2 separate regions of the Mus musculus genome follow, and region 2 is linked to region 1. The links are chromatin contacts, called in public promoter capture Hi-C maps. All regions are on one chromosome and are shown on one strand. Each heading gives the region's core, a stretch centred on a gene start, on an enhancer-like site or on the middle of the called end of the contact. The rest is flanking DNA. Distances are from core to core; before and after follow the strand shown.

Evidence for each region. Promoter capture Hi-C pulls out the DNA fragments that hold promoters and counts their contacts.
Region 2: a promoter capture Hi-C map of hippocampal neurons shows a contact between it and region 1, with 5 times the contacts expected there. The contact joins the promoter of Slc10a3 here to the promoter of L1cam in region 1. A contact is called at or near these places in 7 of 39 promoter capture datasets (hematopoietic stem and progenitor cells, hippocampal neurons, liver and 3 more) and 1 of 9 other capture datasets (liver).

The regions. Positions count from the first base shown.
Region 1 is chrX:73,876,944-73,883,143 of GRCm38.p6, reverse strand. L1cam (L1 cell adhesion molecule) reads left to right here and starts at 2,310. Exons shown (of 29, transcript NM_008478.3): 1 at 2,310-2,450.
Region 2 is chrX:74,370,637-74,376,836 of GRCm38.p6, reverse strand. It overlaps Slc10a3 (solute carrier family 10 (sodium/bile acid cotransporter family), member 3), which reads left to right and starts at 3,488. Exons shown (of 3, transcript NM_145406.2): 1 at 3,488-3,646; 2 at 4,155-4,223; 3 at 5,826-6,200. The coding sequence starts at 5,965. Gm44504 (predicted readthrough transcript (NMD candidate), 44504) reads left to right here and starts at 3,488. Exons shown (of 6, transcript NR_103489.1): 1 at 3,488-3,646; 2 at 4,155-4,223; 3 at 5,826-5,986.

The DNA.
Region 1 (6,200 bases), core at 1,061-3,560:
CACACCTTTAATCCCAGCACTGGAGAAGCAGAGGCAGGAAGATCTCTGAGTTGGAGGCCAGCCTGGTCTTCAGAGTAAGGCTTTAATCTCATAAAACAAAACAAAACAGAATAAAAACACAAAAGAAAAATAAAAAACCCTCCTGAAACAATTGTGTCTCAAAAGGGTCAACTTCACTACAAGTTCAATTTCATGGCTGGTTTTTGTGTTTTGTCTTTTGAGAGCCTCGCACTGACCCATTAGCCCTATTCCTGAAGCTGATTATTTTATTTATTTATTTTTTTCTTTTTGCAGCAGGTTCTTACAGTGTATCCCACACTGTCCTGGAACTCACTAAACCAATTTGGTGTCAAACTTAAGGTCCTCCTGTTTTGCCTCTCAGTGCCAAAATTATAGGTATGTACCATGATGCCAAGCAATTGGATTTTTACTTTTTAATTGATTTTTTTTGGTGTTTTGTTTTGTTTTGTTTTGTTTTGTTTTGTTTTGTTTTGTTTTTCGAGACAGGGTTTCTCTGTATTACAGCCCTGGCTGGCCTGGAACTCACGTTGTAAACCAGACTGGCCTCAAACTTACAAGATATCTGCTTGCTTTTGCCTCCCAAGTGCTGACACTTAAAAGACAAAGATTTTTGAGAGATGAAATAAAACTTGTGTCTAGGCTTCGCAAACAGAGCTAGACATAGTGAACACCTATAATCCTAGCACTCAGCAGGATGAGACAGGGGCATGTAGGTTTAAAATGAAACTGAGCCACAAAGTAAGTTCCAGAACAGCATCAACCCTAGACTAGGTCCAGTTGGGGTGCAGTCTGGGAGTAAGGCAGTGAAGAGAGCAGCTGGAGAGGAGAGGCCAATTTTGTGGCCTATCGCTCTTACATCAGTGCAGTCATGAAACTGATCTCAGTTCAGTGCCTCATGGAAAATACCATTCTCTGCCCAGCTAAAAAGGCCCCTGGCTTCGTGACCTAGCTGCCTGGCTCAGTCTCCTCTGCTGTCTCCTGGAGATTTGAACCAGTGAAGCTTCATGAGTACGGTCCGCAGCTTCATTCTGAATCCATCTGAGCCAAGTGGCAGGCCTGTAGAAGGAGTAGTGGCCTCTGAGCTCTTTGCTTAAGCCTCCACTTCATTCAGATGACTCTTCCTAAAGACTCCATGGTACACTTTGGATGTCTGGAAAGACATCCAGACTTTCACAGAGTGCTAGCAGGCATCCCCAAGTTTTTCTTTCATGGGAAGGAAGCTGGCAGGAGGTGATCATATGAGAAGGGAAACCAGGCCAGAGTGCCAAAAGTGTTTTCATGGGATCAGGGCATTGCACCACTGGGGGAGTGTTGGCAGGCTGAGCAGAGGACCTACAGAATGCTTCACTGAGTAACAGGCATGCTCATAAAAATACCATACCTACCAGGGCTGCAATCTGCCATCTGGGCCCTAGGCCTTCCTTGCCCTGCAGCTTCAGCTAGCTGGACTCACTTTGGAATTCCAGCCCCCTCTGCTTCGCCTCGCTTGGGAGGTCACAGCCCTAAGCCTGGGAGGGGGCGCCACTGGGAAAATCTCCTTTCCATAAGCTTTCCCCATAGGGCTGTAAGCGAGAGTAGGTCGACCAGGAAAGGTCAGAAAGAGGCCAATCCCGAGGACAAAGAAATAAGGCACTGAGCAGGAGGGAAGTGGGAGGAAGATCAGAAGTAGGGGGTTTCAGGTTGAAGGGCGCTCTCTCTGAGAACTTTCCCTTCTAGCCTAATCTGGGACCTAGTGTTTAGGAGGGACTGTATGGTGTGCCTCGCCACACCTCCTTCGCAGGCTGGGGACTCAGGTTCAGGCGTACATCCCTGAAGAGCCCTGGCTTAGCGTCGTGGCTGGGCAGGGGTTCCAAGAGGCGCTCTGCCCTGAGAGTGCGGATACATTCAAACACATGACCAGGGCGCGGCCCGGACCTAATGGTATATGAATGCCCATTACTAGCCAGAGCCCTCGAAGGCCAAGTGGAGGCGAGGTAATCTGGTTCCCAGTCTGGATCCTCTCCCCACTGTCCAGCCCCGAGATCCCGAGAATACTTCTGCAAATGACTTCCAATATAAGCCTCAAGGGCGGCGGGGATCCTTGATAGTGAGGTTGGGGGTCACTCTCATCTCGGGGATACTGGGACTGCTGGAGCTCCTGAAGAGGACCCCCCCCCCCCACGAGGTCCCTATCACGCGCGGGGCTCTGCGGCCAGGTTCAGATGAAACAAGGAACGAGGGTGTGGCGAGGCGGGGCCTGCTGCGGGGGAGGTGATCTCACTACCTCCCCCTCCCTCTTCCTCCCCCACTTCCCCGCGCACGCTGCCCCGCCCGCCGCCGCCGCCGCCGCAGCAGCAGCAGCAGCAACATCGCGTCGGCAGCGGCATCGCTGGGTGGCAGGTCCGAGGTCGGCGTGCACAGAGACTGAGCTGGCAACCTGATCGGCGCAGGTAAGGTGGGCTGGTTTGTCCCCTTGACCGCAGCAGCGACCATCTACGTTCCAGACCCAGCCCGCCTCAGGCTCAGAGGGAGTGGGTTTCGTGCCTCCTCGGTAGGAAGGCTGGAGCCCCACCCATGCATGCTAGGCACCGAGCTCTGAGCCCTGCGATCTGGAATGGGGTTGGAGAAAGTGGCTAGGTGCCAGAGCTCGACAGGTGAGGGGTAACTGGGCGGCTCCCCAAATGCATGCTTAGGGAGGGGCACAGGAGTGGTCAGGCAGGTTCTGTATGGGCAAGTGGAGCTGAAGTTGGCATATCCCTGTGGGTGTATGCGTGTGAGGAAGGAAATGTGAACCCAGCAGAACGTCCATCTAACCCAGTCGACCGCTGTGGGGTGTGGCTCTGGGCGTGGCTGTTCCTCATCCCCATCTAAAGTCCTGATTGCGGCTGGGGTGGGGGAGAAGCCAGTGTCTAGCATGGTGTGGGGGAGATTGAGCGAAGCTCCTCCGGTAATGGGAGGAGGAGAAGGATCAGGGATGGATGGGCGCTGCCTGCCCCTCCACCCCAAAGTGGGGAGGGGGCTTTGTTCTTCACCTCCTCCTTTCCAAATTCCCTCCGGGGATCCCCTCAAATGCACTGCAAAACCAGTCTCCTCTCAGGCACAGAACCTCCCTTAGGTTCTTTGGCCAATAAAGACTACACTAAGAGAGATGGTTTTGGGCACTCACTGATGTGCCTGTGGATGCACATGGGTGTGGACCATGGGTCCATCAGGTAAAAATAAGGGAAGAAGGGCCTCATTGGCTTAGGACAAGGGACTTCTGGAAGCAAGGTGCCTGGGACTCTTTCTGTAGAGACTGGAGCGATTTTAGACATTGTTTTATACTCTGTTTAATTATGGGAGGAGGGACGTTTCCATACCTTATTCCCTTCTATCTGGTTCAGAGTTTTAGGGTGTTGATTGATAGGAAATGAAAAGAATAACAGATATAGCCCACTGCTCCTCCTGATCTAGTGTCTATAACCCCTATCCATCTGTCTCAGGGAGGCAGGACCACCATCTGTCTGGGGGCCTGGCACCCCTTTCAGGTAGATGTCTTGATCCTGATTAATGCAACTCCAGTGGTAGCGGTTACTAGCAGCCCAGTGTTGTCTTTGCTGACTCACATGGCCCTTGTGGTGAATAGATCCAGCAGCCTTTCTTCCCACCTTTATGGTCCTTTAGTAGGGTGGCTAGGGTGGGGCTTGCCCAAGGCCTCAGCTCTGATGGACCCCTTGCTGCAGATGGTGGGACTTGACAACCCTAGCTTCTTACCTAGCCCAACATCTACGCAGCACTGTATATACTTGCTTACCATTCAGGCACTAATCCTTCAGTCACCCTCAAGGGTCTGTGGCCACATGGCGAATTGGTGACAGGGCTGGGACTGGGAACTCCCCACTTCTCTGCCTCCTTGCTGTATTCCAAAGTCTGTCATTCTCTATTATTTTTTGTGTGTACAATCCCCAAAGCAATATATCTTGATATTTTGTTATAGTACATTTGAAAAACACAGGAGCAACTTACTGAAATACATTTGAAATAGAGAACAAAAGAAATTAGGAATTGCCTGTGATCTGATTACCAAGGAGGGGGAAACACATTTGACATTCATCACAGCACAGCACTCCTGGATAGCTACTACCTACTCCCAAGAGACTCCTCCCCCAGTGCCCAGCCTCTAGCCTTCTGCAAAGCACCATGCACAGGCATGGGGGCTGTTCACAGAATGACTGCCCAGGGACTGAGTATCCATGAGTGGGTAGCCATTTGCTAGATAGATTTTCACTGCTGAGTGCTTGCTTGGGCCAGAATGCACATGTAAGTAACCAGTCACCAATACCATCCTTGTCCTTTTGAAATACAGATTTCCCGTTTATTTCCTTCATGATAATTTGAAGAGAAAAAAGAAGACAGTGAAGGAAGGCTAGCAGACAGGGGAGTCCTGCTATGCTCCCCAGTTGGCTTCTTCCAAGTCTGTACTCTTCTGTCACTGAGAGATAGCTACTTTCCATGAGAAACACTTTCCATGATTGGCTAAGCAGGGTGAAGAGGACATATTGGCTGTTGATCATTAAACTGACTGGCCCTCACCTATTTTGAGCTTCAGCCACCACTCCTCTCCTCTCCTCTCCTCTCCTCTCCTCTCCTCTCCTCTCCTCTCCTCTCCTCTCCTCTCCTCTCCTCTCCTCTCCTCTCCTCTCCTCTCCTCTCCTCTCCTCTCCTCTCCTCTCCTCTCCTCTCCTCTCCCCTCCCCTCCCCTCCCCTCCCCTCCCCTCCCCTCCCCTCCCCTCCCCTCCCCTCCCCTCCCCTCCCCTCCTCTCCTCTCCTCTCCTCTCCCCTCCCCTCCCCTCCCCTCCCCTCCCCTCCCCTCCCCTCCCCTCTCCTCTCCTCTCCTCTCCTCTCCTCTCCTCTCCTCTCCTCTCCTCTCCTCTCCTTTCCTTATGTTTTTCATTTTTTTTGAGACAGTTTCTCTGTATAGCCCTGGCTGTCCTGGGGTGCTCTCTTTAGACCAGGATGGCCTCAAACTCAGAAATTACCTGCCTCTGCCTCACAATTTCTTTCTTTGGGGGGGGGGGGTTCGAGACAGGGTTTCTCTGTGCCGTCCTGGCTGTCCTGGAACTCACTCTGTAGACCAGGCTGGCCTTGAACCCAGAAATCCGCCTGCCTCTGCCTCCCAAGTTTTGGGATTAAAGGTGTGCGCCACCACCACCCGGCCACAATTTCTTTACTAGTTAATCTAGTACTCACTATGTAGCTGAGGCTGATCTCAAGCTCAGAGCAGCACTCATGCCTCAACCTTTCCAAATGCTGGGATGATAGGCCTGTGCCACCACACCAGACTTGAGCTTCAGCTTTGCTGGCTATCATGTGAGGAGTGGTGGTTCATTGATGTATGCAAGATCTCTTTCATGGCAAATGGTACCAACCAAAATGACAACAACTCGGTGCTCCTCTGGACTGTGAGGTTGACATGGCCTTGCAAGAATGACCTAGCCCAATGATCCTATCACCACATATATCCAGGGAGAGGAGTAGAATTGAGGTCCCATTCGGAGATCTGCCAGGCCTCCCTTTATGGACAAGATGTGAAGGGGTGCCATGTAGTTCTGGCTCTGGGAGTGGGTCTGAATTCCAGGACTAGTGTCCCAAGCTGGCAGTGTCTTTGCCCTGTCACCTGTTCCCATGATGGGAAAGGCTTAGGTCCCTGTATGGGGCCAACTAGAATGGGCCCTCATTAGCCCCATCCCTTGGGTCCTATCACCTTTCCATCTGTCACTTGCTCTAATCTGGTCATCTTTTTCTGCTTTCCCAGGCTCCTTGCACCCCCCCCCCCCTGTAACATTGTTATCTTCTTGCTGGGCCATTCTCTTTCTTCCTCATTTGCCCATAGAAGGTGGAGATACAGCCTTCCCCTCCTGTCCTCTCCTGTCTTCCCTCCTCCCTGCCCCTGTCAGCCCACTTCCCCTTCCAGTTGGTGCCCTTTACTCTGTCTGATTGCCCTTTTATTTATCTTGTATTTCTTTGCTCCACCCTGTACTTCCCCTAAGGTGTTCCCTTCTCTCAGTAACTTCTGATGGCTCTGAGCTTGGCACAGAGTTGCTAGTCCCCGTAATAGAGGTGAGCCTTATTGTCTCCATGTCCCTGAATTGGGCTTAGACATTACCATATGGCCTTTACTGACTTGGAGGGTAGAGAGGAACATCTGATGACCACCCTGC
Region 2 (6,200 bases), core at 2,239-4,738, 490 kb before region 1:
AGAGACTGCTCTTCCAGAGGTCCTGAGTTCAATTCCCAGCAACCACATGGTGCCTCACAACCATCTGTAGTGGGATCTGATGTCCTCTTCTGGTGTGTCTGAAGACAGCTACAGTGTACTTACACATAATAAATAAATAAATCTTTTTAAAAAAAAGAAAAGAAAAAGAACACCCTGACTTGCTGAGCTGCCTGCAGATGTACAGTATGCTGTAGGTTTCCAGCATTCATGAACTGTTATCCATACAGGAGTAGGCTTTGGTAATGGAGCCATCTTTGAGTCATTTCTGCTCCTGTAAGTAACTCCTCGCCCATATTCCTGTAAGTAACCCCAATAAAGTCCAGGTATCTTCACTTTAGTCTATTGTTAGTTCTGTATCTGGGGTAAGTAGACATTTGTTTAAGTCTATCCAGGAATAATGTCATACAACAGAGTGTGTATGAGTTTGTCCATATGCATGTAGTGCCTAATAAGGCCACTGATAAGAGGTCATTGGATCCCCTGGAGCTGGAGTTATAGGCAGTAGGGAGCCACCTGACATGATGGAAATTTAGGTCTTCTAAAAGAGAAGTCTGTGCTTTTAATCACTGAGCAGTCTCTCCAGTCCCAGATAAATGTGGGGGGTTTTTTGGTTTTTGTTTTTGTTTGTTTTTTTGAGACAGGATTTTTCTGTATATTTCTGGCTGTCCTGGAACTCACTCTGTAGACCAGGCTGGCCTCAAACTCAGAAATCTGCCTGCCTCTGTGTTCCAAGTGCTGGGATTAAAGGCATGCACCACCACCGCCCAGCTGATAAATGTATTTTTAAAAGATTTATTTATTATTATATGTAAGTACACTGCAGCTGTCTTTAGACACACCAGAAGAGGGTGTCATGTCTCATTCAGATGGTTGTGAGCCACCATGTGGTTGCTGGCATTTGAACTCAGGACCTTTGGAAGAGCAGTCAGTGCTCTTACACTCTGAGCCATCTCTCCAGCCCATAAATGTATTTTTAAAAAACAAATATATGTAACATCAAATATATGTAACATAAAAATTATTGTTATTTACTTGTAAGGTAAAAAGAGATATTACTCAGACACATACATGCATACATAATATAAAAATAAGTATCTTTTTAGAAAAATAAAAAATACATAAAGCTAAAGAACCTCTTGGAGCTTGTGGTATATTTCAGTCATAGAGTGTTGTCAAGTTTGCATTAAGACCCGGGTTTGGCCGGGCATGGTGGTACATGCCTTTAATCCCAGCACTCGGGAGGCAGAGGCAGGCGGATTTCTGAGTTCAAGGCCAGCCTGGTCTACAGAGTGAGTTCCAGGACAGCCAGAGATACACAGAAAAACCCTGTCTCGAAAAACCAAAAACCAAAACAACAACAACAACAACAAAAAACAACAACAACAAAAACAGACCTGGGTTTGATCCCCATAGAAATGAACCTCTGCTACTGGTGTGAGAGAAGCCAATTTTGGGTGGTTGGGGATATGGAGGGAAAAAAATCCTAAAACTCCTCTCTCTCTCTCCTCTCTCTCTTCTCTCTTCTCTCTTCTCTCTTCTCTCTTCTCTCTTCTCTCTTCTCTCTTCTCTCTCTCTCTCTCTCTCTTCTCTCTTCTCTCTCTCTCTCTTCTCTCTTCTCTCTTCTCTCTTCTCTCTTCTCTCTCTCTCTTCTCTCTTCTCTCTTCTCTCTTCTCTCTCTCTCTCTCTCTCTCTCTCTCTCTCTCTCTCTTTGGTTTTTCGAGACAGGGTTTCTCTGTGTAACCCTGGCTGTCCTGGAACTCACTCTGTAGACCAGGCTGGCCTCAAACTCAGAAATCCGCCTGCCTCTGCCTCCCAAGTGCTGGGATTAAAGGCGTGCACCACCACGCCCAGCTAAACTGGCCTTAAATAGCCAATCCTCCTGCCAGGTGATGGTGCACCATGTTAATCTCAGCACTCAGAAGCAAATCAGGCAGATCTCTGAGTTCGAGGCCAGCCTAGTCAGCAGAGTGAGTTCCAGGACAACCAGGGCTACTTAGAGAAACCCTGTCTCAGGGAGAAAAAAAAAATCCAATTCTCCTGTCTCAGCCTTTGAAGTGCTAGCATAGCTGAGAAAAGGTTCATTTTAAAGCAATACTCATTTATTCTAGTTTCCCCAGTAACTTTGGGAACAACGACCCTTTTTTAAAAATTGTGTATGAGCCTGGCAGTGGTGGCACGCACCTTTAATCCTAGCACTTGGGAGGCAGAGGCAGGTGGATTTCTGAGTTCGAGCCTGGTCTACAGAGTGAGTTCTGCGACAGCCAGGACTACACAGAGAAACCCTGTCTCAAAAAAACCAAACCAAAAAAAAATGTGTATTTATAGTTTGTGTATGAGTACTCATGTAGGTCAGAGGACAACTTCTAGGAGTCAGTTCTTTCCCTCCATTGAACATGTAGTGTTGAGAGGCCTCAAGTGCTTTTATCAACTGAGCCATCGCAGAAGCCTCATTATAGATTTTTAAAGACAGAATTTCTCTGTGTGGCCCTGGACAGCTGGCCTGGAACTCTCTCAGTAGACCTACCTAGTCTTGACCTCAGCAATTTGCCTGCTTCTGTCTCCAAGGCTCATTAAAAAGAAAGAAAGAGCCCGGCGTGGTGGCACACGCCTTTAATCCCAGCACTCAGGAGGCAGAGGCAGGCAGATTTCTGAGTTCGAGGCCAGCCTGGTCTACAAAGTGAGTTCCAGGACAGCCAGGGCTACACAGAGAAACCCTGTCTCGAAAAAAAAAAAAAGGAAAAGGAAGAAAGAAAGAGATCAAAACAATAAGATAAACAAGTTTATTTTGTACACCTCAAAAAAGAGAAGCAAGCTGGCCAGTGGTGGTCCATGCCTTTAATCCCAGCACTTGAGAGGCAGAGGCAGGTGGATTTCTGAATTCGAGGCCACCCTGGTCTACTGAGTGAGTTCCAGGACAGCCAGGGATATTCAGAGAAAAACTGTCTCGGAAAAAAAGGAAAAAGAAAAAGAAAGGGGGGGGGGGAGAGAGAAGCAGATACGGCAATAACAGAACTACCTGGATACAAGTCACCTTTTAAAAAATGACATGCATATGTTTGGCTGTATGTTTGTATGTGCACCATATGCATCCAGTATGGGCAGAGGCAAGAAGAGGGTATCAAAGCTCCTGAACTGTAGTTACAGGCGGCTGCAAGCTGCTAAGTAGATAATGTGAAGTTGAACCAGAGTCCTGAAAAGGTAGTAAACACTCACTGAGCCATCACTTCAATCACCACATGACCTTTAATTTAGTATCAGTTTAATGTCCTCTGACATCATCTTCCCATCACCCACTTTTATCTGAGGAGGTAACCACACAAGAATGTACTTATTGCCCCACATGCCAATACCAGTGACTTAGGCAGTCAGGTCTCACGTGGTAGGGCCAGCTCGTCGCTTCCAGAAACGTCACATCCGTTGGGAACCTGACACAAGCCCGCCAGGGGCGAGTGCTTTTGTGAGAGGGCGGAGTCCTAGCACGCGGATGGAACCTTGGTGGGGCGGAGCCTGTGGGGGCGGGACGAGGCCCGGGCAGGACGGGCCTCACTTGCCGGCGTTTGCCGGCCCGGGCCACTACTTGTGAGGAGCTCTGTGGCCGCGGAAGCAAGTGAGAGATTTCGACCAGGTAGGTGAGGATGGGAGGTGACTTGTGGCTCCGTCCGCAGTCCGTGGTCACCAGCTCTGGCCAGACCCAGCGAAAGGTCTTGCGGGTGCGGTTGTGACGTGGAGGCTCTTCAGAACCCAAGACTGCCCGTGGGGGTTGTAAGCCCTTCCTAACTTCTCTAGCCACCTGACAGACCCTGAACTGTCAGGTGCGGAGGAGACCTGGTCATCATTGCCAGTTATTCTTCAGCCCCTATACTTTGCTGCTGTGAAAAAACAAAAACAAAAAACAAAAAAAAACTTCCGGATGGTATTGCTTCCTCACTCAGCCTTGGAGTGTGTTTACTCTAACTCTTTCAGCTCCACTATCAGCAGAAGTGTAGGATAGGGACCAAATCCCTCTTGCAGTGATCTACTATGGTCCACTAGTCCTGCTGGTAGGATGGGGTTATGGGTGGATGGTCCTTAGTCTTTCCCTTAACTGGCTCACACTACTCTGATGCCTACATCTTTTCTCTCTACTTGACTAGTTACCTTACTCTGGTTTTCCTGCCTCCCTCTTCATCAGCGAGATTCAAGGCTGGACCAGGGCCCCCAGGGTAAGTGACCCATACTCAAAATCAGCATAATGTAAAACCTGCTATATCCACTGCCATCAAGTTGCCCCAGTTCTAGCAGATGATAATACAAAGGTGTTGACTATCCAGTTGAGAAAGGGAAGGAGGCAGACCTCTCCTTTCGCCCCATGTTACTCTACCCTTAGAAATACTGAGGTTCACTGTAAGTTTAAAACTCTGGTAGGTCGTGCACACCTTTATCCCAGCACTTGGGGGGCAGGTGGATCTGAGTTCCAGCCTGGTCTTCATGGTGAATTCCAGGTTAGCTAAGACTACACAGTGAAGACCTGTCTCACCAGCAGCAGCAGCAACAACAACAGGACTGAATGTGGTAGCCTACACCTTTAATTACAGCACATAAGACATAGAGGCAGGAAGATCTCTGAGAATTTAAGGCCAGCCTAGTTTACATGTGAATTGCAGGCCAACAGGACTACACACACAAGACCCTGTCTCAAACAAAAAGACTCTGATAGGGTAATACATTGAGAAGACTCTAAGCAGAGACTCTCAGATGTAGCAACAGATATAAGAGCTCAAATTCTGAGACCAGGGAGCTCTGACAAGAGAAGTTTGCTTGCTCATGGCCAGGCGTGGTGGCGCACGCCTTTAATCCCAGCACTCAGGAGGCAGAGGCAGGCGGATTTCTGAGTTCGAGGCCAGCCTGGTCTACAAAGTGAGTTCCAGGACAGCCAGGGCTATACAGAGAAACCCTGTCTCAAAACAAAAACAAAAAGACAAGGTTGCTCAGTGGATACCTATTGTATCCTCACTGTATTCCTACTGAAGTCCCACTATAGCTTCCCTGAGAAGCAGGGGTGTGTGTCTCACAGGACTTCCATCTCATAACTATAGGGCAAATGAAACAAGACATGTAGCCACAGCTTGTCAGTAGCAGCCTTTGGTTCTGGAACTCACTTACTGCACATATCACTTTGTTAAAACTTTGTAGCTGGCAAATGGCACTTAGACACCCTTATTCTATTCTTTAAAGACCTGGATCTGGCCCAATCAGCACCCTTTGTTCTCATCTGGCCAGTCTTTTTGTCTCTCCCCCCCCCCCCCCAGGAAGCCATTTATTTGATTTGCTTTGTTTGGAAATGAACTATCAAGTCTCCCAGGCTGCCCTGGAACTGGCTATATAACTGAAGGATAATCTTAGTCACCTGATTCTCTTGGCTCCACCTCCCAAATACTGGGATGACAGGAGTGAGCCACCATATTTACCCCCTCCAGGTAGCAATTTAGTTCATTCCCATGGTGGTATCTTTGCATCTTGAAATGAGAGTGGGATGGCCTAGTGGTGACAGGATTAGAGATCACTCTCCTAAAACCCTCAGTATTAGAACTTCTCTATGAGGTTACCATAGTAAGAAAGTCCATGTAATTTGGCAGCCTGAGTGGGGATTCCCCTCTTGAGGGCTGAGAAGCTTGAGGCAGCTGTGCTGAAAGAGGAGATGGCTGAATGACATTCAAGGGCCAGCATTATTTCAAAACTAGAGGTAAAGGTCTGAGAGCCCCATGCTCCTAAGCTTGCAATTTCTCCTCTTCATTAACCACTTTCTTTACCCCTTTTCTTTTCAGGAAAAAATCCTGCTATCAAGGAAGAAAATATAGGACCAGGACCTTCCCATGGACCCTTCTCAGGACATTCCAACAGCACAAGCAAGGGTGTCTCCCTAAGACACAAGAGGCCTGAAAAAACTATCCTTTGTGAAGTGCCATGGTGGTCAAGAAAAGCAGAGGTAGCTCCCAGCAGTTGCCTGGCCTGGGAGGACAGGGTGGTTGTACAGGTTTTGTAGGCATGCTTGGAACTGCCCTGCTGTTCATCAGCCTACCATGGGGAGCTCAAGTGATGGCCAGTGCCAACATCAGCACTGCTCTGGGCCACACAAGTGGTCACTATTTGAGTATTGGGGATGGCTCAGTGACAGAATTTGATTTCCCTGAGAAGAGTGA